Regions from separate parts of the Sus scrofa genome. Here region 2 is linked to region 1. Evidence: chromatin contacts called from public HiChIP or PLAC-seq data. All regions are on one chromosome and are shown on one strand. Each heading gives the region's core, a stretch centred on a gene start, on an enhancer-like site or on the middle of the called end of the contact. The rest is flanking DNA. Distances are from core to core; before and after follow the strand shown.

Region 1 (2,700 bases), core at 84-2,583:
AGGGGAAATTTACCCTGCCAACTGCTAAACGGCTGTAATCCTCCAGAAGCCATTTCCTTTGGAAGAAGTCTGTGGTAGCCAGTATCCCCACAGTGGTTCTGTAACATCTGGCAGCTTATACACTGGCATCTGCCATCCTTTTACCCACACCGTTCCCTCCTCTTTCAGCCTCTGTCCACTTTTAAAACTAGCCTCCCCAAATCACCTCCTGGCCGGTGCCTCCTGCTTCATCACACTCCGCGACCTGTTCATTTCGGTTTGTAAGCCCTACAAATTTCCAGTGGGCGACTAGAGCCCCCGTCTCTCCCGAGCCAAGTTTGGTGTCCTTCACTTTTTGTCTAACGTCTGCCCATCGCCAGCTTCTCCAGACCCGAGCTCACCGCATCCCCGGAGCGCGAGGTCCTGCTGGGTTACCTGGAGCTGGTGTAAGTGCAGAACGTAGCCTTGTGCTAACAGTTGGAATAAGAGGCGCAGCCGCCCTGGCCCGGAAAGCTCCTTCAAGCTCCGCAGCCTCCGATCGCCAGGCCCGGTTCCGGGAGCCTCCGCTGTCTGGGCCGCCGGGAGTGCGGTGGGGATCGCGGCCTTGGCTCTGGCCCCCTGTGAGCCCAGAACAGGGAAGGGCACTCGCGTCCCCAGCAGCGCCCACCGCAGCCTCGCGCCACCCAGCGCACCCATGCTATTCATGGCTTGTCCTGCGGCACCTTCAGATCTGGAGTGCAGACTGCCTCGAGCGCGCCCAAAGGCGAATCAGGAAGGGCGGGTTCAAGGGCCCCGGTAGCCCAGGGTGGGCCGGCGAAGGTTGGCCAGGCCCCTTACTGCTCCGGTTTCATCGCGGTCTTCAGTCTCTCCAAACGGGACTTAACCAACTCACAGAAGCCCCCTTTTCCAACTGTCAGCCTCCAGGCTCGGGAAGGGGCCGGACAACGCCAAGGCAGAAGATGCACAGGGGCACTTAGGGGGACCCACAGAGCTCCGACGATGGCCGCCTCTCCCGCGACTCCCCACCTTTCACTTTGGCGAACTCTCGTGGAGAACTTGAAGTTCGCTTGGTCTGAACTCCAGGCAGGAGTGTAGCCCGGGAGGCTTCCAAGACCTGGAGGCCTCACCCAGTGAGTCCAGCCCTCACGCTCAGCGGGCTCGTCACCCCAAAGCCGCAACGCCTCAGCCCGGAGAGATTAAACTGGCTGCTGGCTTTTCCGAAGAGCCCCAGGGGTTGATCCCGGACTCTGAGCGCTGAGCGAGGAAAGAGCAAAAAAAAAAAATCCCCCAAACAAAAAAGTAAAACAAACAACAGCAACAACAAAACAGCCCTGTGTCCAGGGTCACCTGATTCCTGGAGGGAGGAAGCCAAACAAATTTAAATATTAGGTTTTTTTTTTTTTTTTTAATGCAATTCTACCCTTCTCCCTCCCCACCACCCACACACTCTCCAGTCTGCTGAGGTAGGATTTCTCAAACTGCAAGTTGAGATCAGATTTAGCGAATTTTTTTTTAATAAGATGGAAAAGAATAAAATAGTACAAAAAATATTGCAAGAAAAAGTATTATTTCGTGAACTCTTTATATCATATATGTACAGTGGATTAAAATTTTCAAAAAGTTAAAAACGATGCATACACATACAAAATAATAAACACGGGGTCAGAGATTATTCCGTCCATTAGTGGTGAAACCAGTAGGATGATAAAGCTTATTCCAAGAGCATTTGAAGAAGTGGTTATTTACAGGTAGCCAGAGGTGGGAAGGGCATATGAAGTTCAAGGGGCAACAATTAGACAGACAGTTGTGGTAGCTAGGTATGGATTTCTTTTTATTTATCCCATTAGGAGGTCATAGAATTTCTTGACTCTGTGACTGAATATCTTTCATTAGTTTTGGAAGGTTTTCAGACATTCGAACGTTTCTTCTACCCCATTTTTTTCTCCTCTCCTTCTAGGACTGCAGAGTATTTTTATGAAAGACCTTCTGACTATCATTCCTGTCTCTTACCCTCTCTTTTATATCTTTCTATCATTTTGTCTCTTTCAGTTCACTAATTCTCCGTTCAGCTGTGTCTAATCTGCTGTTAAATCTAGCCATTGAATTCTTAATTTCTATTATTGTATTTCTATGTTTTCAATTTTGATTAGCTTTTTCAAATCTATATACTTTTTATATTTCTAGTTGTATCCCAAAATTCTTAATTTTGTTTTTTTATTATACCTTTTAATTTTGTAAGCATAGTTGTTTTAAGGAGTATGACCAGTAGCTCCAATATAGGGAACCTGTATGTGACAATAGGTCATTCTGATTTGAAGTTTCATAAATACCATGGAGCTGGATTTTTTCTCTTACCTATCAAGAGAATCCTTAAATAACAAAAAATTATTTTTATAATTTAAATGAATGTTTAAAAGTAAAGGAATGAAATGGAATAAAAATTTAAAACATAATTAATCGATAATTCATAGATGAGGAATTGTAATGGCTCTTTAACATACACAAAAATGGTCCACTTTGCAGGTAATAAAAGAAAGACAAATCCAGACTGTATCAGAAACCATTTTTTACCTGTATGATTGACAGAGATCAAAGTTTGATACCACTATGTATTTGAGGTTGTAGGAAAACAAACTGAATCATGGTTCAAGGGAGTACAAATTGCTACAGAGCTTTGAAAGTTTAAAGTGCACTTACTTTTAAGCCAGCAGTCCTACTGGT
Region 2 (2,700 bases), core at 141-2,640, 56 kb before region 1:
TCCTTTTTACGGTGGCACCTGCAGCACCTGGAAGTTCTTAGTCCAGGGCTCGAATCGGAGCTGCAGCTGCAGGCCTACACCATAGCCACAGCAATACCAGATCCAAGCTGCATCTGTGAACTATGCCGCAGCTTGCAGCAACGCTGGATCCTTAACCCACTGGGCAAGGCCAGGGATCGAACCTGCATCCTCATGGATGCTAGTCAAATTCTTAAAGGGCTGAGCCTCAATGGGAACTCCCCATTAGCGATGCTTTTCATGTTCATCACCAGGGAGCAGACAGGCAGAGGCCACAGGGATGCTGCAGAAGAAGAGCTGCATTTGCCCCCTGTACCACCAAAGACACCCACGGACGGCAAGCCCCTTCCCTCTTGTCTCCTCCACCTGCCCCTTAGGCAATATAGGGGCCTTGAGAACTGATGAGAATATGTTCATTACATTCATCGAGAAACCCAGTAACCCGTTACTGAGTGTCTGTCCAGTCCATGGCGAGACTGGGATGGAAGAGCCTGGAAAGAAGAGAGGGAGGGAGGGACAGAGAGGGGAGCTGGAGCAGCTGGGTCAGCGTTACCAATTTGGACAGTGACTCAGGCCCCAGGAATGCCAAGGAAGGGGGGGTGGGCCGCCACGGAGCCTGCTGGGATTCCGTTGGCACCAGGAGACAGAGGGAGAGCGCACACAGTGGGGTGGGGGGCCTGGGGCTCCTGCACACCTGGATCTACCTCTGCAGGTAGAAACAGGTGTCTCTCACACTGTGGACTGGCACAGGCCCCATGCCTTCAAGCCCACTTCATACCTGGAAGGCGATCTCACAACTCCCCGCCTGCCCCAACCATCCCACTCCACCAGAGAGAAGGACGGTCTCCTGGGACTCAGAGGGGGACATCTGGACACACACTGGCCATCCTCCCGGGACCACCCACGAACTCCGCCTCCCCAGCCTCCCAGCTGGCTGCAACTAGCCCTTTCTAACCCCAGTGCCACCCACGACCGGAGTTTGTACAAGGAAGAAAGTTAAGCTCAACTTGCTTGCATTTTCCCTCCTTTGGCGCCTGACAAATGAGAGAGGCCCTCACGGTAGGAACACAGCGGGGGCTCTGAGAGCTCCCCTCCTCCCACCCCAGTTCCAAGCTGCTTCCCCCACAGCAGGATCCTTCTCACCTGTCCTCGGAGACCCAGGAGACAGCCCGGGACCAGGCATCAAGATTCCAGGTGGGCCCCACCCCTCCCCAGGGGCCCCCAGGCTGCTGGGCTGGAGCAGCTGAGCGGGTGGACCCCTTCCACCCTGCTCCCTGCCACCCAATCAGAGAGAACCCGATCCAGGAGGGCAGGGTGCCAGGGGTCGGGCCCAGAATAGTGCTGCCCAGATACAGTGTTGCGCACTCCTCCATGGAGCTTGCCGAGCTAGAGCAGGCACTGCGCAGGGTCCCGGGGTCCCGGGGGGGCTGGGAGCTGGAGCAGCTGAGGCCAGAGGGCAGAGGGCCCACCACTGCGGATGTGCGTACGCGTGCGTGCTTGCATAGCCAGGATTTTCTGTGTATATATATATGAGTGTGAGGGGGTCCGCATGTATATACTCCTTGTGTAAGTGAGTCTGTGCGGTTCTGTGTGTGTCTGAGTGTGTGTGTTTGGGTAGGTAGTGTGCGTTAGTGTTTGGGGCTGGGTGTTTGTGTGTTTGTGTATACATGGGTGGGGGGGTGTTTGTGCGCACCCGTGCCTGTGTGCTGGGAAGGGATTTCCGTGTGGTCCAGAACGTGGGGCGTCTTCCCCACCCCAAAAGTCACTCTTCTCCACACAGACTCCCTCCTGGAGCAGCCTCGGGGGACCTGAGCATCAAGGTAGGTGGGGCTGCCCCTGCTCGCGGGCCCAGGCTCTTCTCCCACCTCCTTTTCTTCCACGTCTTCAGGACCCCAATCTCCCCCACTCCACTCGCCTGGCTCTTGTCTTCCTCTCCTTTGCCTTCTTTGTTCCGCTTTGTTTCTTCTTCCTCCCTCTCCCTCACCTCCTCCCTCTTTCAAAAGAGTAGAGGGGGCATCTATAGAGTCTGGAGATTGGGACTCTCTTGACTTTCTCGCTTACTAGCTGTGTGATTTGTGGCAAATTGCTTCACCTCTCTGAGCTCAGGTCTCTCGTTAGTAAAACAGGGCTGATAGCCATGCCCTTCGGATAAGATTGCCGTGAGGGTTGAATGAGAAATTTGTTGGAGGACAAGCCCTTTGAAGCTTCCCAATATTAAATATTATTATTAGTAACATTTTAATGGAATTTATTGTGTTACTCCCCATTAACCAAACAGGTCCCATTCTCCCTTGCAGAGATGAGCTTCCTAGAGCAAGGAGAGAGCCGTTCATGGCCATCCCGAGCTGTAACCACCAGCTCAGAAAGAAGCCATGGGGACCAGGGGAACAAGGCCTCTAGATGGACAAGGCAGGAGGATGTAGAGGAAGGGGGGCCTCCGGGCCCGAGGGAAGGTGAGTTCAAGGCCAGTTCTGGGGAGCTGGGACTGGGGGCAGTGGGCAGTCCTCAAACCTGGGGCCCGTCTCTGGTCTGGTCCCTCCATAACACAGGCACATAACATCATGCAGCCAGTCTCCCCACAAGGGGGAGGACAACTGCATTGCTGATCCAGGGGTCCAGGGATCCAAGGTGGCCAACTCAGGACAGAGCCACTGTCTTCTCTGTGACTCTCTGAGACTCAGC

What was found. HiChIP or PLAC-seq counts read pairs in DNA pulled down with a chosen protein or histone mark.
Region 2: a contact with region 1 is called in an H3K27ac HiChIP or PLAC-seq map of skeletal muscle. The contact joins the promoter of PRKAG3 here to the promoter of CYP27A1 in region 1. A contact is called at or near these places in 3 of 47 Hi-C or Micro-C datasets (heart right ventricle, psoas muscle and skeletal muscle) and 1 of 2 datasets of contacts at active chromatin or transcription factors (skeletal muscle).

Annotation. Positions count from the first base shown.
Region 1 is chr15:120,808,519-120,811,218 of Sscrofa11.1, reverse strand. It overlaps CYP27A1 (cytochrome P450, family 27, subfamily A, polypeptide 1), which reads right to left and starts at 1,333. Exons shown (of 9, transcript NM_001243304.1): 1 at 415-1,333. The coding sequence starts at 684.
Region 2 is chr15:120,864,998-120,867,697 of Sscrofa11.1, reverse strand. PRKAG3 (protein kinase, AMP-activated, gamma 3 non-catalytic subunit) reads left to right here and starts at 1,390. Exons shown (of 13, transcript NM_214077.1): 1 at 1,390-1,497; 2 at 1,799-1,838; 3 at 2,316-2,471. The coding sequence starts at 1,390.